Linked DNA regions of Mus musculus: all the other regions are linked to region 2. A link is a contact called in public Hi-C and promoter capture Hi-C data. All regions are on one chromosome and are shown on one strand. Each heading gives the region's core, a stretch centred on a gene start, on an enhancer-like site or on the middle of the called end of the contact. The rest is flanking DNA. Distances are from core to core; before and after follow the strand shown. Region 1 holds the start of Chn2 (chimerin 2). Region 2 holds the start of Hoxa11os (homeobox A11, opposite strand). Region 3 overlaps C530044C16Rik (RIKEN cDNA C530044C16 gene). Region 4 overlaps Gm46959 (a long non-coding RNA gene).

Region 1 (5,987 bases), core at 1,237-3,736, 1.8 Mb after region 2:
CACCTGGAACTGGAGTTAATGATGGTTGTAAGCCACCATGTGGGTGCTGGCACCTCAACCCAGGTCCTCTTCAAGAACAACAGATGTTCTTAATGGCGACCCACCTCTCCAGCCCACACACTTTTGCTTTTGTTACTAAAGTTCTGTGAAGGCAAATATAATCTGCACAAATAGAACCAGACATTCTGTGCAATTTACCATAAATAATGAAGCCCATCACTTACTGCTCAATTTGGGACCTTACATAAAAAAGAAAAGATAGAAAGTTTGGGCCACAAATGAAACATTTTCCCAGTAAATAAGTCACAATTGGCTGTCTCTAGGAGAGAAGAAAAATATTGTTCAAACAATTAGTTCTATCTTTTGGCTAAACAATTTACAGGTCTTTAGGCGTGGCACAGTATGGCTTCACAACCAGTATCTTTCTCATGCTTAAAAAGACTCCATATTATCAGTAGTAGAAATGGAGAAACAGAACTATAAGGTATTTGCTGACATCCTAGTTTGAAGTGAGATGCTGGTCTTCTTCAATGCCCAGGTCGTAATGATCCTGTTCAGTGACATAGCCATGTCTGCCATCTAAAGCTCCAGAGGGCTTTGTAAATTACTAGTCAGACAACCAATGCCATGTCATGTCTTGAACTCTGGGTGTCCAAGAAGTTTCACTCTCATAGAGTGGTCAAGATCATGCTGGGTGAGTATATGTCCCCATAAGGCTCCAGATGAGGTCACCTCAAGGTTGCAGTGCCCTCCAAAAGTGTCTGGGGTAGGGAGACTTGGCAGTACCTGAGTCTAGTTGACCCAGGCAGATCTGTCTTAAGAGCCCCTGTAAATGGAGTCCAGGAAGAAAATGCTCAGTGTAACTGAAGTGGCCCACAGGCTTTCAGCAAGAAGTTCACCCCATCCCACCCCTTTAAACTAATCAACAAACAAAAGTGGGTGGGGCACTTGTTGGGCAGTCACACTGGGATGGCATCCCCGGTGGTGGTGGGGATATAACATATACTTTAAATCAAGTAGAAAATGTGACATGAGTGCATATCATGATCCTTTAACATTTATTATTCACTGTACATGAGGTCCTCTTCCGATGTGGAGGCCCCCAGGACCTCGCTGCTGTTCCAGAGTCACTCCTGATCATTTTCAAATGGACTATGTCCTTTTTAGCCATGTTTTTCAAATCGTGCCGCTCCCAATGAGAACACTTTCCGTTTTGCTCTATAATGAGAGTACTTTCATTCCTTTAATGTTTGCTTTTTTTCCCTTTGATCTAACAATTTCTGTTCAAATTTCACAGTTTTTCTGTAGCTTTAGGAATGAAAGAACCGATTACCCTGCTGGGAGCGTGAAACGGATTTTAAAAAATATATATCTGCATGACATTTCCTTCCAGTAAAATTAATTTAGGTTTAAATACAGGAGGATGGCACACACCGGCTCCAGTCCCTTTCTCCGGTACACCTAGGCAATTCCTTATCCTTAAAGGATTCAGTCGCACCTGCTGCAGAGTCAGTCTTTTGTGAAGATCCTACCAAGGGGCAGAGAACCACTTTCTTTGTGTAAGACCGATGCCACCTTTGGGATGTCTCTATTTCTTTTAGCACCGGTCTCAGAAGCATAGTGGACTTTGGGGGCACTGTCCCTGCCAGTGTCTGGGGTACTTAAGTGTAGCTAGATCAGCTCTCTCTGCTTTAGGAGACGCTTCTTGTGGCAGGGCAGGGACCTTCGGTTCCTGACCAACAAAGGACAAATTAAAGGGTGATGGGAAGGGCGCTTCCCAGCCTTGGTGGCATCCTGGCCTGCTCCAAACCCGCACGTAATCCTTAGAGACCTTGTCTTCTCCTTCTGGAAGTACCCCCACCCCTGCACCCCCTCCCCCGAGCTGTGTGGCTGATCCAAACCTAGAGCTTGCTGCCAGTCCCACCACCTTCCTCCTACGACCCCTCCATCCCCTTCTAATTCGGGAAGCAGCACTGTACACTGCTGCCCGGCCCGCCTCGCGTCCCTGGCGGCGTGCCCAACACCTCGGGGCAGGCTCCGAGTCCTGATGGTCTCCACCCCTTGGTCTGCAGCCTCCCCCTGCAGCCAGGGTTGCAGGAGCTGTCAAGCCGGCCGAGCGGATTCAGCCCGGAGCGCCGGCGTTCCTCTCCTTCCTTTGTGTGCGCGCGCGAGCCGAGTTGGGGAGGAGGGAGAAGGGGGAGGTCGCTGTCTATCTGTCTCCCCCGCCTTTGCCCGGGCCGCTCGAAGTGCGGCGGCGGGAGAGGCTGGATCCCTAGAGTCAGTGCCGGGAGCCGAAGGGCGCCCAGGTTCCAGTCGCGCGCAGGGAGCGGGCCCGCGGCGGGGACAGCGGGGACGCCGAGAGAGGTGGTCCCATCCTCCTGGCCGGCCGCCTTGGCCTCGCTGTGCCCCTGCCACCTCGACGCCCGCAGCGGAGTGCGCCCAGGCGCCGAGAGGGACGGCGAGCACGAATAAATAGCGGCGGCGGCAGCGCGTCATCTGGCGGAGCAGGAAGTACAGGCAGAGTCCGGAGGCCGGTGCTTCCCGCGCGTCCCCAGGACTTTGCCATGGGCTGGGGGCCGCGCGGGCTGCGAGCAGCCGGCCGAGGGCAGCGGCGACGCCGCCCGCACCAGGACTGAGAGAGCGGTGACGCGCGGCGCCGAGATGGCAGCATCCAGCAACTCTAGTCTGTCCGGCTCCTCCGTGTCCTCTGGTGAGTTTCAGCGCGCGGGCGCCCGTGCTGGGATGGAGAGTCTACCTGTGGCCGTCCCTCCCGCTCTAGGAGAGCGTGGCGCGGGACACGAGCGTCACTGGGACACTTGTTAAGGTGGTCAACACCTTTGCGTCTGAGCGGTGACAGTGTAGTGGTGGGACTCGGTGGTGTCCTAGGCGTGCGGACCTGGAGTCTGGGGCTCCTGGCGAGCAGTAGCTGCCAGCAGCCTTGCACTTTCTGCACAGCTGGAACAGGGGCAGAAGGCGCAGGGAAGCTGAGGGCACAGCTGGGCTCGGGACCTGTCTGCCTTGGTGCCAGAAACCTTGGATACTCAGAGCCAAAGAAGGGTGCAAACCCCAGCTCCTTGCAGACTCGGATTTCTTTGTTTGTTTCAGAAATTAGCTCCTTGGAGACACTCGCTTGGGGTATGGGTTTGAGAGAGCAGCCAGGACGAAAATGTGTCTTGCTCATCTGACTGAAGTGGGATAGTGGAATGGAGGTTGAGCCCAGCCTCTGACTCCTGGCGTGTTTAGTGTGTGTGTGTGAGTGTGTGTGTGTGTGTGTGTGTGTGTGTGTGTGTGTAGGGACAGACAGAGACAGAGAGACTGTGAGACAGACACAGAGAACATGTGTGCGCGCGGGAGGGGGGCGGTGGGGGCTGTAATTTTACTTTCAAGGCTTCTTTTTTTTTCAGTGTTAAATGTGGCTGGGTGAAAGAAGGGCTTTCAAGCTTTTCTATGGTTGATCAGCAGGTCTAATTGAACAGAAAAAAATGATAATGAATGTGAATGCATAAGAATCAATGGAGGCAGCCCCTCTGGTTTCTGAACATGACAGGTTTCTAATCAGACTGATGCATTAGGTACAGTTCTACTACCCCTTTGGTCACTGAAAACTTTAATAAGAAACCCTGAAGGGATGGCTGGTAAGACATTTGGCATGGTATACAGAACTCAAGGGTCCAAGACAACAGTCTTCAAGTCCTGGTGGGAATGCTCAGTGTGTTACTACTGTATGGTGTCCACAATTGAGTTCCTTTTATTTATTCTCCAAAAATTAAATCCGGAGTGGAGAAGAGATGCAGCACTGGCAGGAAGGCAGGCATTAAAAGGAATCATAGCTATGGATGTGTAACTAATCAGATTGTAGACACAAGGTGACTGTGACCAGTGTAGGTGTTCTCTTGAAAGCTACATGCTATTTTTTTTTTTTTTTTTTTTTTTTGGCCAGGTTTAGTCCCAGGGAAAGTTTAGTCCCAGGGAAATGACATTTCCTTTAATGACTGCTGCCAACTAATAAAAACAGCATTGTTAGGTGTCCGGTAGTTTAAGCGGCTGGCAGTAGGGACTGGTGGGCAGAGCAGTCAGCTCTTATTAAGAACAGCAACAAGTTGACCGCCTGTGGTTTTAATTCTGAGAACTCAGCAAATGCTAAGGCTTATTTTTAGTACCCTCAAACCACTGCTGCTGCGTTTCAATTCATTTTGGTTGACTAACATTGAATTTAAGATGCAGAGATGTTGGCTTCCTATTAGCACATGTTTCTCCCTCTCCAAAGCCTGCCCGTTTGATGGACTGAGGGGGGGGAAAGGTAGCAAGGGGGCCAACTGAGGAAGGCGAGGAGACAGCATCATCTCAGGGTCCGCTGGAGGCGTGGATCACAGCTGCTGTGGCATCGGAAATTCTGCATCTTGACACAGCTTAAGAAGCCCGATGACAAATCCTAACTCAGCCCTGGGAGGACTCTGCTGCTCCAAGATGCCAGGATAAGCTGTAGAGGGTGGTAATTGTTTTGCAGATAGGGGAGGCATGCTTACAATGGCTTTCTCTCCCGTTTTATGGACCGCCCGTTTTTAATCCTGTTGGAAACTGTGGGAAATTGCATGGAATCTGAGATGCCAAGAGTGGACATAAATCTATTTACTATTTCATGTAAATCAACCTGACCTGTGGGCTTATATAGCTTACTTCCCCAATTCATCAGACACTTTGTCTTGCAAAATATGGAATCATAGTTCTTTTTAAAAAGCACACTTACCATTGTGTAGATAATGAATAATTCAGAGGACACAAGCAATTCACACCTGTGAGAGGTGTTGAGCAGCAAAGAATAGAGCCTGCTTCTCAGAGCAGCTGGGTTCTCTCAGGCAAAGGCCAGAGTCTGAGAAAGTAGGGCACTCTGTGAACCCATTAGTCACCATGCGGAAGGGCCAACTGTGGGCCAGGCTTGGGCTTCAAGGCTTAGCAAGGAAGATAATTCTAGCTTTCTTTGTAGCTTCAAGCTTCTGAGATCATTGTATTTGAATTCTGGCTCCACTGCTGACCAGTGAGGCATCTTGAGGTGGGTGGGTTACTTAAATTTTTCCTGGCTTCAATTTCCCCATTAAATCAGTATGCTGAGTTTTGGGCACACGGTCTAATTTGTAAGAGTGCTTGATGTAGAGGAGAGATGGCTCAGTGGTTAAGAGAGACTGCTGTTCTTCCCCGAGGACCTGAGTTCAGTCCCCAGTACCCTTGGTACATCGAAAGGAGTTACAACAACCTGGAACTCCAGCCCCATGGGATGGATGCGTGCCCATAGGCACACCTACACACACACACACACACACACACACACACACACACATCTTTAAAAAATGCTTGTTGCAAACAGGTAGATAGTCTTCTTTGAGGGAACTTCTTTGAAATGAAGTTGCTCAGTGGCTTCAACCTTAGGTGCTAAAATAAACTCAGCGCCCAGTGCACATAACATCTCTTTCTTCCTTCATATGCTATCTTAGGGTCTCTATTGCTGCAAGGAAACACTATGACCAAAAAACAAGTTGGAGAGGAAGAAATGATTTAGCTTACACTTGCAGATTGCTGCTTATCATCAAAGGAGTTAGAACAGAAACTCAAACAGGGCAGGAACCTGGAGGCAGGAGCAGATGTGATGCAAAGACCTCAGAGGGGTGCCACTTGCTGGCTAGCCCCCTATGGCTTGCTCAGCTGGCTTTCTTATAGAACCCAGGACTACCATCCCAGGGATGGCATGACCCACAATGGGCCAGGCCTTCCCCCGTTGATCACTAATTGAGAAAATGCCTTATAGCTGGATCTCATGGGGGCATTTCCTCAACCAAGGCTCCTTCCTCGCTGATGACCCTAGCTTGTGTCAATAATACCAGCCAATACATATGCTGAATTTAATCTTGAGTGTGAGCTCCATTAAAGAAGCATTTATTGAGCACATTCTGTGTTTCAGACATAGCTCTGAGTGCTTGCATTGAAAAGATAAC
Region 2 (6,327 bases), core at 1,624-4,123:
AGCTTCCAAGCTCAGTTCTGAGTTGATGAGCACAGAGTGCAGGGTAGGAATGAGGGATTTGGGAGGGGGGGGGGAACTTCAGCCCCTCACAGCCAAAGGCCAAGGACCCACTGGCCAGGCCTGCTGCTCTGCTGCCTGACAGACACCAAATCCAAGTTTCCTTAATGTGGTGAAGAGTTTGCCAAACTGTAGCCCTCCGCAGGCATTTCCTGTAGAGATTGAGGGGCCAGGAACCAGCACAGCCTCTGGAGTTTTCAATGTCTTCTACCCTAGGAATAGTCAGCTCTGAGATGGAAGACCCATCACCACCATTGGGAGGTAGAAAACCCAGGTAGGCTGCAGAAGGTGGCTGCTAGGAGCTCAGGTTTGGGTGCAGATCAGTGGTGGGATGATATTAATGACATCTGGATAGGTTTCTCCTTCCTCCAGGACACCCCCCTCCCACTCTCTCTCCCTTTTCACAGCCACCTTTTGGTTAACTGTCTTTCACATTACTTTTGGAAAGCAACCCCAGCCTGAATCTCTAGGAGTCATCCCCTTTCCTCCTGCTCCTATCCCCAAGCTGAACTAGGCTTGGGGCACACAGTTTCTTGACTTGGGAGACCTGGGGGTGGGCAGGCTCTGTGCAGAGGGTCTTGAGCGGGTGGCCTCCTTAGGGTTTGGCAGGGGGCCCAATCTCCAGTGACCACACCCAGCTCAAAGCTTTTGCAGGCTCTAAGAGTGAACCACCAGGGGTCCCAAACCATTCATTCTGTTGATTCACAACCCTTAGAATTCAATTACTAATAGGAAGCTTAACCACGGAGATCTGAACCAAGAGAGTTTCAGGCCCCCTTCCTATTGGACGAATCTCTGATAAGGAAACCTCTCCTCTCTCCTATATCACCCCCCTTTTCCAAGTCGCAATGTGGCTTGACCTTGTCAAGGGCAAAATCTGCATATTATTTCACATGTATGAAGCCCCCCTCCCAATTCCAGTAGGCTGGAGCCTTAGAGAAGTGGATTAGCTGAGTAGTACTGTAACCGGTCTCTGTTAATCTTTTTTTCCTTCATTCTTCTGTTCTGAAACCAGATTTTGACTTGACGGTCGGTGAGGTTGAGCATGCGGGACAGTTGCAGACGCTTCTCTTTGTTGATGTAGACGCTGAAGAAGAACTCTCGCTCCAGCTCTCGGATCTGGTATTTGGTATAAGGGCAGCGCTTTTTGCGGGTGCGTTGGCCACCTAAGGAAGGAGAGAGGCAAAGAGTGAGAGGGCGATAGGGGTGCAACCCTCTCCCAGGACCCCCATTGGAGAAGGTCTGGCCACAGGGTCTGGAGGCCCAATCCAGGCCCTTTCAAAGTCTTTCCAGGCCCCTGCCTTCAGGCTTCTATTGCTGGTCAGGGACAAGTTGCAGTCTGGAGCCGGCTTCAGATAAAAGCCAGCTCACTAGATAGGCCCCCAGGGAAAGGACTCAGGCTGCCCCTTGAGCTGAAAGGAAGGCTCCTCACAGCAACAGGCGAGTTTGCGCTGGTTGAACTGCTTTGAACGGAGGCAAGTGGGGGTTGCGGGCTGCTCCTTGCCCCGCCAGACTAAACAAACAGCCGCCCGAGGACATTTCACCTTCAGCACCTGGGCCGCCTGTTCCCGAGGCAGTAAAGGCATGCATCCTGGCCCCAGGCTTTCCTGCTTGCCGCCATGATTTAGCCCTCCTTAACATCTGGGGCGGCTGAGGGGTCTTTGTCAGCCTGACTTCTGATCAGTTCTTGCCTCTTCCGCCAGCCTCCCAGCTCTCTCGAGGTGGGAGGTGGCAGAGGAAACCCCTACCCAGGCCTTCACTCAGTACACACCGTCAGCATACTGCCAGAGGGCCCTCAGCAGGGTAGGGATGCTAGTTTAGGAAGGGTAGAGGAAAGAGAGGCTACCTTAAGCCTCAGGCAGGATCCATTTGTTCACCCTCACCTTTAAGAAACACACACACACACACACACACACACACACACACACACACACACACACACACACAACTTTTGACTGATTTAAAAACAATTGTGAATAACAGAAGGCAGCATGTAATTGCAACCGGACCAGAGGAAAATGGCTTCCTTTGGACAAAAAGGCCAAATTTAAGTTAATTTGTTTCTTTTAATATATTGCTTGAGCTAAGTGGGCTACTTTATCTGTTAAATGCGCTCTTAGCGCCATCATTAAACAGCCGATGCCTTTGAATCCCAGCCGGGACTGGAGTCCCGCCGCAACACATGGCTTTTATAAAAATCTCCGGATTACCCCGCTATCAAAGGCTCCTGAAGCCCTTGTAGGGGGAATTTACAGGCGCCCACCTCCGGCTCCCCAGCCTGGAGCTGGTCTCTAGCGGGGATCGTGCTGTTGAGTTTGGGAGCTGAGAAGGGAAAAAAGGAAAAAGGGGAGTTGTATTTTTTTTTTTTTCTGCAGGCATGCTTTGGCCGGTGGGTATTTCACGGCCAATTTCAGCACTCGCCACGTGATCCCTCCTTTTATAACAAAGTTTTGTTGGGGGAAACCTAAAGGCCCTTCATAAACCTTATATGCTTATAAAACAGCATATAAAAATTTAACAGCGGTGCTGCGCTAGATTCCCAACTCCCCTTTCATAAAGCGCTGGGCGCTGCCTTTATACGCACCGGAGCCACCGGCCTTGTCCTCAGTGTGGCCGGAAGACGACTCGGGGCTGCTGCTGCTCTCGGGTCGCCGCCGTCGCTCCTTCTCCTCCGCCGCCGCCTCCTGACAGCCGCCGCCACCGCCGCCGTCCGAACTTGAAGTTGCCGGCGCGCCCGTGGCCGCCGCCGCCACCGCCGCAGCGGAGGTCGCAGCTGCTGCTTGGGGCCCCTTCTCGGCGTTCTTGTCCCCGGGGTAGTCGGAGGAAGCGAGGTTTTCCGGGGTGCCGTAAGCCGTCTCGAAAAACTGGTCGAAAGCCTGTGGCAGAACGCCGTTCCTGCCCACCGTGCTATAGAAATTGGACGAGACGGCGGGGGTGGGGTGGTGGTAGACGTTGGCCGAGCTCTTGGCCAGCACGTCGCCAGGCACGCCGGCCGCGCTGGGCGCCTGCAGACAGTCTCTGTGCACGAGCTCCTCCGCGGAGTAGCAGTGGGCCAGATTGCCGCGGGGGTGCCATTTAGTGGCGGGCTCAATGGCGTACTCTCTGAAGGTCACTTCGCGCACGGGTTGGACCTGGGGCAGGTTGGAGGAGTAGGAGTATGTCATTGGGCGCGAAGACGGGGTCTGGGGCAAAAAAGAAGGGAGGCTGGAGAAATCTGGACCCGAGACGTAGTAAGTACAACTTGGCAAATACATGTTAGAGGAGCAGGGACCACGCTCATCAAAATCCATCATTGGGCTACCTTGGGCTCTCCGCAGTAGCCGAGCTTAACATGATTCTCCACTGCAGCTGCCTCTTTGAAGCGGATCCGTGAAGTAGAAATTTGGAGACGTAAGCTGACGTGGAAATCTATCCCCATCCTTAGCAGGGAGGTGCTGGTCATGTGACCCGATGTTGAAATTGACAAGCCGCGAGCTAGTCCCGGCTTTTTTTTTTTTTTAACCCCCCTCCCTTTCCTTTTTTCCCCTCCCCTCCCTCCTCGGCTTCCTTTCTTTGTAGCCACCTCAGGGGAAGCAACAGATCGTCACTCGGTGTTCTCACCGAAAGCACGTAATCGCCGGTGTAACTCATGTTGGCTGGGGGGCCTCCCCGCGCGCAGAAAGGCTGGGGTGCGCCCCCGGGCAGCTCTCCTTTGCTCAGCTACATGGTCCTGGTCCACGAGTGCTCTGAGGGCGGCAAGAGAGCGCAACTCCTGACGCCTCCCCCCACTCCCCGGTGGGTGAGGGATACTCTCTGGGCTGGGGGTGGCCAGGTGAAAGCCCGGAATTGTATAGCTTCAGGTCCCGGAGTCTGTTATCCGAAGGCTTACGTTCAGCACCTTCTTCGCAGCCCCCCTCCCACAGGTTTGCTCTGGGAAGCCCCCCAGCCTCAGACCCTGGCTGGACCCCATTTGGGGCCAGGCTTCGCCGGCACGGATGTGCCGGCCTCGTGGCTTGTCCGATTTGCACGGTGACTTGATTACACGCTCTCATTCACGGTCACTTCCGAAGCGCTTTAGTGCCTTCCGTCCCCAAACCGCCAACAGGCAAAGCGGCTTCCCTCCGCGGTTTGTCAATAATCCGCGCTGTCCGGAAGGGCCTTCGTCTTACCCGGGTTCCACCTTCCCTGTATCTTTCTGCTTACTTCCTTACCCCACACCCTGTCCTTGAAGGAACCCCTTCTCCTCGCTGCCTGTAGGGGTTCGGAGTGACTCCTCAGAGCCAGAGGCACTTCTGCTCACCGGTCCGCAAGCTGCCTGGTCTGCTGAAGCTGACGAATCGGGAAACCATGCAATTGAGGCGAACCTTGGGCTGTTTTAGAGGCGCTGAGGAGCCTTCTCCTGGGTATGCTGCACCTTGGGGTGGGGGTGGGGGGGGGCACCAGGCTGCTTGCAGGGCTTCAGAGCTGTGAGGGAAAAGGAGGGTGGCAAAGAGGGAGTACTGGCCCAAGGAGTCCTGGCTAAGAAAAGAGTCTCTTCTTTCTTGCAAAACCTAAGAGTGAAAGCAAAGGATATTCAAGGCAGAAATTGAGACAGCTCCCATCATTCTTGTTCTTTAGCCCACAGGAGAAGCACAATGCCAAAGAAAAGAGAGATGCTCTCCTGCCTGCCTGCACCTTGGGCCACAGAGATGCCTCAAAAGGGCAAGGCTTGCTGTACAGATAGATAATTCTAAAGAGGCCTTGGCTGCTAAGTTGCATTTAGCTTTCTCCCGAGGAGGAAATGGGGATTAAGAAGATAAAATAACGACTGCCATTCTGCAAGACCAAAGATGTACTTAGGGGAAAATGAAAGAGAAAAAAGAGGGCGCAGGACAGCTAGGCAAATTGAGCAGAGATGGGGCTCCAGACCAGGGGTCTCACCACAACTCCCTTCTTGGAAGGTGCTAGGGTGTCACAACAGTCAAAAGTGAAAAATGAAAACCTTTTTCCCTTTCCTCATTCAGGAAATAGTTAAAGGTATTTACATATCTTGGGGAGATTTAGAGTATAAACGCTAAGATCTTTGGTATTTAAGTGTCAACATCGATTTATTTATTTATTGCTGAGCTGACTGTAACTGACTCAATAACAAATTTAATCATGTATTGCTCTGGAAAAGAACTACTCTCGTTATGTATTTTCTCCAAATAATGACCCACCATTGCATATGAATGCCCACTGTAAATATCAATAATATCAAGTAATTACTGTGTAGTGGAGTAAACTAATTTATTAGCATTAATGTTTATGTGGCTCCAACCCCCCTCTCTTTTACAAGGGCTGCTTATCACAAATCAAGCTACTCGGACACATTGGTTTAATGAACTCTTTATTCAGGATTTGCTGCAGGAACTTTCATGCCCCTTGAAATCCCTGAGAGCTGAACTTGAAATTATTTGTGCATCTTCAGCTTGACATATTTGTTCACTGTGGCTTCATAGATGACTGCCACGGCGTTTGCATGAGATTCAGGAGGGAGAGAGGGTGTTGGGAAAGGGTAGCTTCAGGTCTTCTAAAGCTGAGGATCACAACGACAGGATGGTCCTGCAGCAAAAACTTCTATTTCTATCAGTTACCAAGGAGGCAAGCATATCTGTCTCTTCACGGTTGTCTTTCTGGAGATCCGGATAGAAAAGGGAGGTGGGCTTGCAAAAGGCCTTACAAGAACAGCTCTCTGGGTTGGTTTTGCTACCTCAAACTTTCTTCAGCAGCCCACCCAGTCCTCAATACCCCTTCCCTCGAACAAAAGGAATGCATGAAGGGTTTCAGTGACTTTGCTATAACAAAGGCGCCACCATTGCAGGGCTCGCCCCGCCCCTGGGTGAAGGCAAACAAATTCTTGCACTTGCATTAGGGCTTTTAAGACCATAATTGAACCCGGGGGCGTCTAGGAGAACCGAAAACAGTTCTAGACAGACCTGTGGTTTTATAGCAGTTTTGGCAGTCAACTTCAGCTTGTGCCTGAGCAGTGGGGCCCGAGGTGGCTCAGCCGCGGGGGACGCCAGGCCGCCTCCCCTGACTACATGGCAGCTTCTCTCATAATTAACTCGACTTCCCGGGATGCCAGGGAGAAGGGGTACCCACAGAAAGGTCGGTGCGGCACTGTGCAGTGTTCTGCACAGCCAGTGCTTCCTAGGTTCTCGGGGAGGGCTAATTGAATAGGAGCCGGCAGGTCTGTATCCCATGGGTGTCAGCAGGAGACAAGACAAATTCCCGAGCAAAGACTGCGGAAGAAGAAGGAGCCCCACAGAG
Region 3 (5,934 bases), core at 1,394-3,893, 1.4 Mb before region 2:
TTTTTCCTAAGTAGCTGTAGCTGATGATAGAGAGAAACAATTGGATCGCTCTGGAGACTCTACCACTTTAAAATATATTTTCACCGCCCTAATTCCCCTTTGAAATAACGTTTCTGTTAGCAATTAAATAAAGAGTTTAAGAGGGAGTGTCACGGTGTCTATAAATAAGCTTGAGAACATCATTTATAAAGAACCATATTTTTACAATCTCATCCCCACTAAACAAAACAACACTATCTGGCACCTGCGCACTGAATGTCTCATGTTGTTCTTATTGTAGAATTTCCCCTCTCCTTTTGAGATTGAAGATAATTACTGAATGTGATAGAAACTTTATAGCCATTAAAAATAGAACAGAAAAATATTACCAGACGGCAAGTTGTTCAGAATAAATAAGAAACAGGACTCGGGCTCTGTCTGAATACTGCTCAACGCTGCCTGGTTCTGTGGCGGCCTAGGTTTCCTTTCTCTTGATTCTGTAAAGGAGTTTGAAAGAGGCTAGGAAAAAAAATGTGAAATTGTTGCTTAGTTTTGTGGAAAATATGGGGCTGAATGCTAGATTTGAGATACCATAATCTCTCCCCATCCTCTCCCAACCTGTTTTCCCAGTGACAATTAGGTTATTTAGTAGAGGGATTGATGTCCAAACACACCCTGGTGGAAACAGTAACACAGGCCCCTCAATTTGTTGCGCTCATTAAGGGCTTTAGGCTTTTTTCCTTCATTGCTGTTTGAGAAGACAATGATGGGAATTAAATCCATACACCTGGGCGCTTTCCTCACTAAAGTCGGCTGTAGCTTTCAGAAATCTCTTTCCTTCCCTTCAGTGTCAAAAATCTTAGATCTTAAAGAAGAAATTAAAAAAAGGAGAGAGAGAGAGATACACAGAGAGAGATACAGAGAGAGAGGGAGGGAAGAAGGAAGGAAGGAAAGAAGGAAGGTAGGAAAGTCAGTCTGCAGAGAGGTAAGATCCTTTGTGGTTTGAATGCAGATTTGGTCAGCTTTGATCTCTTTAAATTCATCTTTCTGTACTTCAAAAATAAGGCCTCCACTCTAAGATTGTCTGATGGAATTATTTAACTTGATCTTTACCTAAATATAGCATCATATTCCCAAGCCTTTGTGTAGGATCATGATACTATAATTTCAGAGTGGGTAGATGGAGCTGATGTCTGGGACCTGTCAGGTTTAAAGGGAAAATGATTCCCTTTTCTCAGTCAGTGAGTTTCCAGCTATGAAGTCTCAAATTCACTCAAACCATGAGGCAGGGGCTCCTCACCTAGCAGCTGGGTTCTGACCAGAAGTTTGGGGGGTTTGGGGTTATGCCAAGTTTACTGGGCAATTTACACGCTACATGTCATGAAATCCTTCCAGCCTCTGGGCTGGCCTCTTGCAATAGACATATTTGATAAGGAGGCTGGGGTTCCTGTGCTCCCGATAGACATCATGAGTGTTACATAGCTATTGGGTGAGACTCAGAGCTCAGGCTACTAGATGTCCCAAGTGACTGAGGGTACATCCATCTCCTGTCTCCCCAGCCGCTAGAACTCAACCTGTCAGGCTTTGTATGGGAAGGGTTTTACCCACTGAACCATCTTACTGGCCCCACAAAATGTCTCTGTGTATAACTGATCTTACTATTCTGCAGCAAACATACTGGAAGTAGTCATATGCTAGATTACTTCAAGATGGCAGATGAATGCAAAGAGCCCCAGATGGGATTTGGCGGGTGGGACGTTAGTGACCAACTCTAACTGGTTAAATGCATAGGACTTGCAGAAGATGTTACAAGCATTAACAGCCTTTCTAAAGGGAGTATTCACCACTGAATGCAGCGGGAGGCCTAGCTGGGATGATACAGAGTTACCTGCTGGAGGAGGAGGACTGAGTCCAACAAGCAGTCGGCATTGCTTGCCTCTGTACGCACTGCAAGCATGCTCAGGGTGCAGACAAACTTCCTCTGACTCCATGCTACTTATTTCTATAGTCATTACAGGAAGCACAGCCTTTGTTATGAACAAGAGTGATACAGAGTTGCCTTCGGGGGCAACTATGTGGCCTCAGGATTCGCATCTCTCATTCCAAGTGGGGTTGTCAGGGAACAGCCGCTCCGTTTGGGAACAGTTTGTGAAATCAGTACTAGCCAGACTATGTTCTCAAGAACTCGATTCTGCTGCTGATAAAACTCACAGATCATCCGCTGATGTCGGCGGCGCTGCCCACGGGTTTGAGAAACAGAAAATGGCTCTGGGAATTTTGCCGAATAAGGATTGTAGGTGCAGATCCTGGCAAAAGGAGAGAGAAGAGACCTGGGGTGAAGGGTGGGACACGGGGGTGGGCCTTTGAATAATTGCCGAGGCTTTCAAGAAAATGTTAGCATTTATCTTCCCGCAAGGTTTGCCTCACTGAAGCTGAGCTGTTTTGCTCTGTTCAATGAGATATTGATGGAGCGCTGAACTCTGTGATAAATGTTAACTTTTTAATGCACACTGTGTCCCAGAGGCAAGGCCTATGTGGGCTATTGAGAGAAGCAGGCTCAACGAGCCGCTGCTCAAAATTCCAGGAGGTTAATCGACAAATCAGCCTGGAAATGGGGGAACCAGCTGCACGCCTGCTCTACTCTGGCTTTTCTCACAATCCAAGGCATCTGGGTACCATCTTCATGCACAAATAGCCCGTTTCTCAACTTCTCTGGGGTTTTGGCTGACGGGACCATTTGTTTTTTATTATTATTAATGGCATCCTCTTTTCTGACAGGCTCCAGACAACCTCGCTGGTTCAGGTCACCAAGGTAGTCTGGGAAGTAGGGCTCCTCAGCAGGCCCTTTGCCTGGCACTGTAGTGTGGCTGGGCTAGCAGGTCATGGAACTTTTTGTCTTCCTGCCCCCAGTTGTTCTTAGGAGTGAGTTGTGGTGGAGACACAGAGTTCTGGAGATCCATGCTGATATCTGCGAAGGACCCAAAGATACAGAAAACTCATGCCTGCTCCAACTGAGCTGCATGTTAGACTCAATGATGCAGAGGTCACACCCATGGACGTGGATGTCATCGCTTTAGACTGCAGCCAGGATGTGGGACTTTCAACAAAGCTGCCCAGAGGATTCAACATGCAACAGATCTGAGAACCACAGACTCAACCCAAAGTTCATCCGAAAGGCTCCAGGATGGCAAAAGATGTTTCCTTTCTAAACATCACTCACCAGTGCTCCTCTCCCAACTCCAAAATGAAAACTCTCCTCTTTCTCTAAGAATAGAAAGTAGGGATCTGGTGGTTCTTGGGTATAATTGAGTTTAATGTATATTTTTTTTCTCTAAAATCTAGGTGAGAGTCCTTAAAGCCATGAATCCAAGCACACATGTCCAAGAAGACACAGGAGGTTCAGTATTTCCTACTTAAAACTAGAACTGTTGGTGGAGAAGCTTGGCAGAACCAGTGCTGCCGAGGACCTTCCCTGAAAAGTGATATTCTACTCTGAGACAAGCTGTACACGGGCAGAAACACATGCCCGGTGTCACCTAGCCTCTGTGACAGTCCCGGCAGATCACTTTAGTGCCACCCTCCTCTATAGAGCACACTAAGTTGTCAGTGATGGGATGGATCTTGACCTATTGTTATCCTTTGTTTATTGATTTTTTTCCCCTTTAGTTTGAAAGCAACGTGGATCTCCATCTAAAACTATCATTCAAAATTCATTCAGTATTTCCTGAAGGAACTGAAATGTCTAACTCACCAAACAAAGACCTTCTACCTCACAAGTCACGCTGTTTGGGCTTGGACGCTGTAGGTTAAAACTTCCAGGTTGTCGAAGAGAATAACAGATTTGAATCAACTCAAGTTCTGTGTCTTGTCTTTGTAATCCCGGCAAGCACTGTTTATCCCACATCTATTATTTAAGAGTGTGTCAGGACATACGGCCAAAGACAGAACTCCAAGGATCTTTCATGGCTCCAAACCACCATAAGTATCCTGTGCACGTTGTCTGTCGTTGCCTTTGTGTGCATGACCGTGCGATTTGTAAATTTATCTCCTTGTGAAATATGTTTGTTTTAAATAATATAAATGTGCTAATTTGAAGCAAATGTACTTACTAATTTATTTATTTGTTAAAATGCATTCCTTCAAACACAGACCAAGTGATTTGAGGGGTTAGGAACATCTTTTCATTGTATGGATGGCACGTGGTGATAATAAAAAGCAGACTGACTTCAGTCAATTTTATTGTTGTTTGACGTTCTCTGTAGACAACATGCCCCCTCACTCCTTACCCCTGGAGCAGACCACTTAATATTCCCACGACACTCTTCCTTAGTCAAGGCCCCAACATCTAACGACGGAAGTTGGAACTAACACCCAGGTTTCCTGACTCCCAAATCAGTACCATTCTGTGTATAACATACCATGAATAATGCATTTTTCACAAAAGAGCCCAGGGACGTGAGGACAAATTTCTAAAACAGCCTGTAATGAATAATTGCAGAGCTGTGCAGTGCAGTCAGAAACTGAGGACGTGGGCCAGGCCCATTCGGTCCTCTGTGTAGTTTCAGTTCATTTCAGTCCAGAGGTCTGGGTGACATGTGTCCCCTAAGAAAACAGAGGCGACTCTAGTTTTAATAAGGCGACAATTGTTATCTCACTTTATTAACAAGTAGCTTGTATCAGACTGAAACATTTACTGTCTGCATTCAGCTTGAATACTGTATTCATTACGTTTTCTAATCTGTGTGATTACTACCTGTGTAATTTGATGTCTGCATCTGCTATCAGAATTCTTTCAGCTCATTATATTTCCCATCTTTTTTTTTTTTTTTTAATAGAGGATAAGATCGGGACATGGAAAATTGCAGCAGATTGCCTAAGGCGAACTGTAAGCAGCCGGCAGCTGGATGGAGCAGAGCAGATCTCTGTTGTGAAGGGATGTGAGAGGGATGGTTTCTGGGTCTGTGCTCTGCTGTGACAAGCCAGGTGGAGATGGCGCTGGCTCCCTTTCCTATGTAGGGACTGGCTATCCCCAGGCGAGAACTTGGCCTGGTCTTGCCAACTCAGGAAAATTATTTGGATAGAAATTGTGACGTCTAATTGGACACTGTGTGGTTAGTAAACTGTGGCTGAGAATCCCCATGGTGAGGAGTCAGTACCGCGACAAAGCCAGCAAGCTGAGAGGAAACTATTTTTAGATAGACGATAAGTTCATGTTTGCATGTGACATGTAAACCACAGGACAGCAGCATCAAAAATGGCGGAAATGGTTGAGAGCACCAAGTCTACACTTAGCCAAACCTGGAGCTAGACATGGCTTTGCCTTTTTCTGTCAACGTGACTTTAGGGAATTTCCTTATACTCTTTTATGCTTGAGATTTTCCCCTGGTGAAGAACAGAAGGAATGGTGGGAGATTCCCTTCAGAGTTGTTTCAAGAGTGAGGGGATGTGTGCATTGCTTGAGTGATTTAGTTCCCCACCCCCTCTGTCTTCCTTTCTTTCTCTGTATTTTAAGATGGGCTCTTCCCGTGCAGCTCCAGCTGACCTAGAACTCTCTATAGCACAGGCTAGTCTAAAACTGTCTATGTAGCACAAGCTGTCTTAGAACTCTCTATGTAGCACATGTTGGCCTAAAACTCTGCATGTAGCACAGGCTGGCCTAGAACTCTCTATGTAGCACAGGTTGGCAGTGAAGTTACTGTCCTCCCATCTCAGCGTCCTGAACTCTGGGATTAGAGGTATGTGGCACCACACCTTGCCTTTGGGCCCCCTTCTTTCAATTACTAATGTGTCCCTTGAGAGTGTCCAACTAGCATCTTCTGTCTTCTGAGTAGTTTGGCTGTTTTCTAACAGCCCTTGGCATGAGAGGAATTAGGAAAGGCCATGCCTTCTCTTTATCATTTCCTAAGTCCGACCAGTGGTGTGTGCTCTACTCTGGCATTACTTCCTGGCTGTCTT
Region 4 (6,366 bases), core at 1,900-4,399, 1.2 Mb before region 2:
TTAACTTCATAGAGAGATTTTTCTCCCCTCGTTTGCATGGGAGTCAATGACAGAAATGAGGAGCAGTTGCAGTTTTATGGGGTCCAACTTCTCTCTGTGGAGCCTCGGTTGGTTTTTATAATTGAAAATAAATTTTATAAGTCACTCGTTTTTAATTTAGGAAAGCCCAGGCTACTCATCACCTCAGTGATCTATAACTGAGGAAAAGCAACTCCATGTTAGGGACTGTCTGACGGTCTCTCAGGCATGACACGGGGGAACCCAGATGAGAGCATGGCCGCAGTGTGTGCCCTGAGGTGCACCTGCCTCTGAAAGAGACCTGGGTGCCACTCCTAACTTCCCTTCACATTTCAGAAGCCAAGTCCTTGTTTTCCATTGGGGTTTGGGGGAGCATTTGGGGAGGGAATTTACCTCATCACATTTTCATCTATCTTAATTTAGACCTTTCCATCTGTGGAATTGGTGATTGATAGCCCCCAAACACATAAACACTCTCCACCTGGACAGAAGGCTCCAGGGACCTCGCTCTCAGAGGTGTGGGATCAAGGTAAGAAGAGAGAAAAATCCGAAAACCAACTTCTCACCAGAAGTGAGTTCCAGGATATGCTGGAGGAGCTGCAGAAGGTGAGAGTTTCTGGATGCTGTTACTTTGCAGCAAATAGAAATTTTGTAGCTTTATCTACTACCAGAACTCTCCCCAAAAAAAGAAAAAAGAAAAAAAGAAAATGTAGCCGATGAGGGAGAGAGCAGGAGCCCCACCGTCTCATTTTTAACAAGGACCAGCTGAGAAATGAAGGCGCACACCACACAAACCATCTCATGTCTGCCAGTTCATTTCCTGGCCCCCAAAGGGGAGGGGGGAACCTCGTGTTTCCTCTTATGCAGGCCAAACATGGCGGAGCACCAAGGGAATTCTGAATGGAATCAATTGCACTTGTTACTAACTGAGTTTTCTTTTATTCTTATATTACCGAGAGCTGGATACTCAGCTGCAAGCAATTATAATGAAGAGTTACTGAGTAATGGTTTCCAGATTGCTCCATGATGGGGCATTAATTGAAAGGGACAATTTAAGAGCTCGGGCCATGTAAATGCATTTCTTATTCTGTCAGATTGAGAAATTTCTCCATGCAAAAGACTGAAATGCTCGGAGCTGATAAAGACTTAATTGTACCCATTTAAACCAGCGTTTCTGAAATGAGTTTCATGTCTTTAGGAAAAGAAATATAAAATAGTAAACCTGTGGGTGTATTCATTCAATCAGTAGACTTTCCTAAATGGCACCCTTGTCTGCTATACTCAGGATAGTGGGGTGCACAGGTTGCAAAGCATCCGACGTGAGTGCTGTTGCTCAGCAAGGTCAGTCGAGCTTTCTAGAACACTTACTTTTCAAGGCCAAAGCTCCTGTGATGTGCAAGCATCCTCTCACTCTCCCTGGCTTTTGGCCCTCTCTATGCATGCTTTAAAGTTTTAGATTATATTTTAAAACGTGAGTTTTAAATGTCTGGGTGTGGTTTAAAGTGCAAAGCTTCATTTTAAGTGGATTTACATGCATATGAAAATAGGCTTCCACAGGGCTTAACCAACATGTCCATAATCAGAAAACTTTTTTTTAAAGTGAATTTTTTTTTATTTCCCTGAGTTCCATTAAACAACATTTTCAAAGGGATTTTCTGATAGGTCACACTGGATAAGTATCAGAAGAGTTACAACCAAGGAAAGAAGGTAGTCTCCATCTTTCTGTAAAAGAAAAAGTTAATATTGGTTTTAAAGGGCTAATTTCTAATTCCTGCATTACTGAGTTAGCATGGTTTTATTCTGGAAAAGAGAAAAAAGAGGGATGTAGGTAAAGAGGTATAAAGAGAGTAAGAAAGAAATGAAGAGAAGGCAGGAAAAGGAAAGATGGAGGATCGACCCACTGATCAATGGCTGGATGGACAAACAGAGGGACAGATACCTTCTAAGAGTAAAGTTCAAAGTTGAAGGAAAGATGGACACTAGTCTATTTTCTAAATTGAAGTTGCCATCTGATAATTAAACGTTTACCCTTCCTTCTGCCTTCAGCCTCTTTTTACATATCTGGATTTGCACAAAGGAGCTCTGGCATTGCTGAGCCGTGCTCTGGGCAGTGAAGTGGGCAGAAGAGAGATGCTGCCAACCTGGGGAAATTCAGACTACCCAATCAGAGATAAGGGGCAAAGAACCTTTGTCACTGTTGTCCCTTGCATTTCCCTTCTCACAAATTCATTCAGCAAGTCATGGTGACTCCATCTATGTCTTCAGACGCTGGCTCAACACAAAAGCTAGAATAAAGATAACATGTCTTCATTTATGAAGTAATTCTGATATAATATCTCGAACCACTGTCTTTCATATTAGGTTAATTGTTCCTAGCACAAAAGCCCTGAAATAATACCCAACTCTCTCATGGAGCTGTTCTTTGTTTGATAACAGTGAACAAAAGCTCAGGCAACACTGAAAATGTTTTACTGACCTTCTAAGTCAAGGTCATGTAGCACGAGAGTAACCCTGACAGTTCTTAGACTGAGATGCCTACAGTTGCAAGCAAAACCTTTTGAAAAGTTTTTTTTTTTTGATCAATTTGGGTCAAGCTTGAGTACTTTCATAAATAACAAAATAATCTGAATTCCTTATTCAAATGGACGTTTAAGAGTTAAAAATGAGAGGAAAAGCATGATTTTGCCTTAAAATAAGAGAGAGTGGGATGACTTGGACATTTGCATATTGCTAGAAAATGACATTGTTCAAGATGGTCCCTTTTACCCACAAAAAATGTACAATATACACCCATCACTTTGTGGCCCCTTCTTCCTTTTCTCCATGTGTTTGGAAGTCTGAACTTTTAACTATAAAGTTCAAAACTCTGTTGTTTCCAACCTCTTGAGTCTAAAAATAAACTGAGCAAGAAGGCTTAGCTCATCTCTTTGGATCAGTTTGTGATTGTTAGTTCCATGCATTGTGCTGATAAATTATCGCCTCACCATAACTTGGCCTAAGAAATATTTATAAAATACCATAGGGCCCATCTGTCATCCAGCCATTTCCTGGGTGGCTGCTATTCCCAGTGACAAGGAAACACCTGAGCAAACCCAGAGACTTCAAGCCGAGTGAACTGAAAGCCACAGGCTTCAGATCGGTTAGATTTGGTCCAATGGTTCACTGTTAATGCAGTTTAGTATGTGTCCTTCTCATTCCTCCATGTAGGTAGCAAAAAGAAAGCGAGGACACATTGTCATCTGGTAACATAGTTTATGCTGAAAGAGTTTGGACAAATACATACACATGTAATTGAATAATATATGAGTGTGACCACTGCCCCAAAAGAGATTCCTTGTAACCCTGGATCCTGAACACAGACTTTATTTCAATAGCTCACAGAAAAGAATGTACGTTGAGTTCACAGGTAGGCTGTGAGCAGTTTAGAAGTTGATCTGGAGGGCTATAGGTTTTGCTTTGTTTTGTTTTGTTTTGTTTTGTTTTAAGCTTTGAAGTCTTTCAAATATTGGGCAGATATTGTACAAATGAGCCCCCAAGTTCCACAGTTGGCAATTCCACACTTGCATGAAGCAGTTTTGCTTGAATTAGTACCTGGAAACACTACAACAATTCTGGTGTTTACAGGCTCCACTCAAGCAAAGCAGCAGCCGCCACATTCAAGAGGGATTAGCAATCAAAAATTGCAAGCCTCCCATTGCCACACAAGCTGGCCCGTTCATTTTGTACAGATCATAAAATCCAAAACACGGCCCAGACCCCTGTCCAGAAATTGTTCACATCCTAATTTTAAAAATAGCTTTTATACTCGATGGTTCTCTTTTCAATAAAACAACGATTTGTTTATAGCTACAGTTTAATTAAGAGCCTTCTCTAGGAGGAAGACCTGCAAACCAGGGGCCTTTTTTTTCTTTTCCTTTCCTTCTCCCCCCCCCCCCCCCCGCACCTCCTCCCAACTCAGCGTTGTTTGTTTACTGACTTAATTTTCCCTGAAGTAAAAATACACTTTGAAATGTAACATGTCATTATGTAATTTGTAGTAACAAAGTGCAGGCATAACAACAGCACATGGGGTGGCTCTGCTCACGGCCTCCAGGTTGGCCACCCCCTCCCCATCTGATTAACAGCCTGTATAAACACACAGCCAACCAGAACCCTGGCCAGGACACACTTTGGTCAGCCATAAAACTGCCAGCCAAGCATGGACATGAGGGCTTTCGTCAGAAATCTTAATTTGGGGCAAATGATCAAAACCGAGACAACATGGCCCCAACCAGGACTGGAAAGGGCTAACCTTTTGTTTTCATTAATCCTTCTCCAATACCCAACCCGGGAGCGATGACATCACTGCTGAAGCTGAGCCGCTCAATAAGATGTCCCTGAAACACAGAGCTTCAGTGGCGACACCATCACATAGACTCTTAACGCTCTGAAGGAAAGGCAAGGAGAGAAAAAGGAAGGGTGTCTAGTGAAGGGGAAATCCCACAGTGTCAGAGTTGTTTGAAAAGACCCTATTTTGACATGCCGAGGAGGGATTCTCTCTGTGTGCGAGGAAATCGAAAAGGCCTTCAGACCGCAGAAATAAATGGAGCTTGCACAAAGAACTGTTTTGTTGGCTTCTGCCCGTTATTTTCATTGCTCTTAGGGAAAAAATTAATCCCTTCACATGATGGGAAATTCAAAATGTGATGTAAATCAAGTATTTAGTAGGAAGCAGTTAATTTTATTTAGTCTTTAAAAGAAAGAAAGGAGGAAAGAAAAAAAAATAAGCTCACAAGATGGCAAATTTGTTTTCTCTGGAGCCAGCCAATATTTTAGGACTCACTTCTTGACACATAATAACGGTCTGAGGGCCTGGCCTGAGGTGTGGCACCTACACATATGTACAATGTAGCAAGCATATCCTCCTCTTGGGACTACACACCACCACAGGCTTCCTATTTTTTAGAATAATATGCTGGAGCTAATGAAGCTGATGAAACCAGACATACCAAACAGCCACTGGCCTGGCCTGCCTCCCTGAGAGTTCCATCGTCCTGGAACTGTTGGCTTCATGGCAGTCCCTCACAGGTCTTCCATGGCTCCAGGCTAGCTCCTTGATTTTCAAGTTTTGCCCTGTTTGAAAGAGAAAGGCTGCTGGCTGTTTCTGCCTGCCACTCCCCTGCACCCACCCCCACACCCCCAGTACCTATAGTATATCTAAATGTGCTCACAGACATTTATTTTTGTGTTATAAGAACCTCATGCCTTATTGTATGTGGCTTTGCCTAAACCGTGCAAGACTGTACAGTCACACTGAGATATGCCTTTGGTTTGGTTTCTCAGGCTCTACACAAAATGCATACCAAATGTTAGGCTGTGGTTCTGCCTATTGCCACATTTCTTTTTACAGATAAAGGACTAATGTAGAAAGGATCACAGTAATTTGCCCACAAACAGCTGAAGTTCACCCCAAAATAACCTTATGCATGAGCAAGGCCCTTCCCTCTTGGGTACCTTTCTGCCCTTGTCTCAAAGTCTTAGGACCAGTGCTCAGGTAGAATGGGACTACTCCATGGTGACTGTACTTATGAGGTGCCCTGGGACCATCAGGAGGATGTCGGCCAGGGTATGAAAGCTATGGGTCCTTCAAACACTCAGTCACCACACATACCTCCAAAGTTCTGTTTTCCTACTTCAGTGCCCATGGCCACACCACTGAAAAAATGGCACCTCCTTCCTCAGTAACAAAGAACGTTCATGAGCGACGGGTGATATGGAAGTGCAGAAAGCAGAGCTAGTGAAGGCTTGTGCAGACCTGTGTTGTGACATGGGCCCAACCTCTTGAGGACTCCAAGACCAATAGGCCCCCAGTGATCTGGCAAAGCTATTCCCCATGCCAGCTAGATTCAAGAGGGAGCTTTCTTCAGGAATCTGAGTCTGTGTGTTAATGGATCATTGTGTGCAGACTAACAAAGGCAGCTTCCTCCTCAGGGCTGTTTATAGCCTAAGACTGTTCCTCACAGGCACCTGCCACCAAGACTACCCTACCCCTCTCCCTGTGCAGCACCAAATAAACACACTGAGGTTCCAGACTGTGGTGGTGGAAGTTAGAGCACCCCACTGTATCCCAGCTTCACTGTACATGAGTCTGTGTGTCTTTCCTGTCTTCGTCCCTCTACTATCCCTAGCAAAGGTTCTGGGCTCCAAGCCTTGGACTCCATGGGCTCTCTTATTCATCATGGATGGGGGAGGCCATTATCTACTGATTCAGGTTTCTCTGCTCAAACTTTTAAAAGGAATTTTAGATGACATTTCTTATTAGGTTTACAAAATAGTAGGTTTCCATGAGGCTTTTCCATAGACACTTAC

The links. Promoter capture Hi-C pulls out the DNA fragments that hold promoters and counts their contacts. A called contact is a pair of places that touch in the nucleus more often than the background predicts.
Region 1: a promoter capture Hi-C map of neutrophils shows a contact between it and region 2, with 4 times the contacts expected there. The contact joins the promoter of Chn2 here to the promoter of Hoxa11os in region 2.
Region 3: a Hi-C map of uterus shows a contact between it and region 2, with 12 times the contacts expected there. The contact joins the enhancer-like site here to the promoter of Hoxa11os in region 2. A contact is called at or near these places in 3 of 39 promoter capture datasets (cranial neural crest, hippocampal neurons and stem cell-derived epiblast-like cells), 9 of 484 Hi-C or Micro-C datasets (nephron progenitors, pre-B cells and uterus), 2 of 115 datasets of contacts at active chromatin or transcription factors (embryonic limb bud and large pre-B cells) and 4 of 9 other capture datasets (embryonic stem cells, embryonic tail, embryonic trunk and 1 more).
Region 4: a promoter capture Hi-C map of pre-B cells shows a contact between it and region 2, with 4 times the contacts expected there. The contact joins the enhancer-like site here to the promoter of Hoxa11os in region 2. A contact is called at or near these places in 4 of 39 promoter capture datasets (liver, pre-B cells and second pharyngeal arch cranial neural crest), 4 of 484 Hi-C or Micro-C datasets (all in uterus), 1 of 115 datasets of contacts at active chromatin or transcription factors (embryonic limb bud) and 1 of 9 other capture datasets (liver).

The regions. Positions count from the first base shown.
Region 1 is chr6:54,037,446-54,043,432 of GRCm38.p6, forward strand. Chn2 (chimerin 2) reads left to right here and starts at 2,487. Exons shown (of 13, transcript NM_001163640.1): 1 at 2,487-2,710. The coding sequence starts at 2,662.
Region 2 is chr6:52,242,370-52,248,696 of GRCm38.p6, forward strand. It overlaps Hoxa11os (homeobox A11, opposite strand), which reads left to right and starts at 2,874. Exons shown (of 5, transcript NR_015348.1): 1 at 2,874-3,447; 2 at 3,616-3,831; 3 at 3,946-4,162; 4 at 4,294-4,439. It overlaps Hoxa11 (homeobox A11), which reads right to left and starts at 3,441. Exons shown (of 2, transcript NM_010450.3): 1 at 2,642-3,441; 2 at 1-1,223. The coding sequence starts at 3,350. The coding sequence ends at 991. It overlaps LOC115490410 (a long non-coding RNA gene), which reads left to right and starts at 866. Exons shown (of 2, transcript XR_003956437.1): 1 at 866-952; 2 at 1,073-2,144.
Region 3 is chr6:50,810,823-50,816,756 of GRCm38.p6, forward strand. C530044C16Rik (RIKEN cDNA C530044C16 gene) reads left to right here. Exons shown (of 5, transcript NR_045984.1): 5 at 3,322-4,072. Gm31455 (a long non-coding RNA gene) reads right to left here. Exons shown (of 5, transcript XR_869068.3): 2 at 2,191-2,285; 3 at 369-498. Among named protein-coding and RNA genes, the nearest start is that of Gm31455, 8.5 kb to the right of the region's middle. Within about 2 kb of position 2,644, at least 11 of the 459 cell types and tissues checked have an H3K27ac peak or open chromatin away from gene starts, as enhancers often do. A contact at or near this core is called in uterus, where this site is marked.
Region 4 is chr6:51,002,017-51,008,382 of GRCm38.p6, forward strand. Gm46959 (a long non-coding RNA gene) reads left to right here. Exons shown (of 4, transcript XR_001785245.2): 2 at 442-624. Among named protein-coding and RNA genes, the nearest start is that of Gm46959, 3.7 kb to the left of the region's middle. Within about 2 kb of position 3,150, at least 36 of the 459 cell types and tissues checked have an H3K27ac peak or open chromatin away from gene starts, as enhancers often do. A contact at or near this core is called in embryonic limb bud, pre-B cells and uterus, where this site is marked.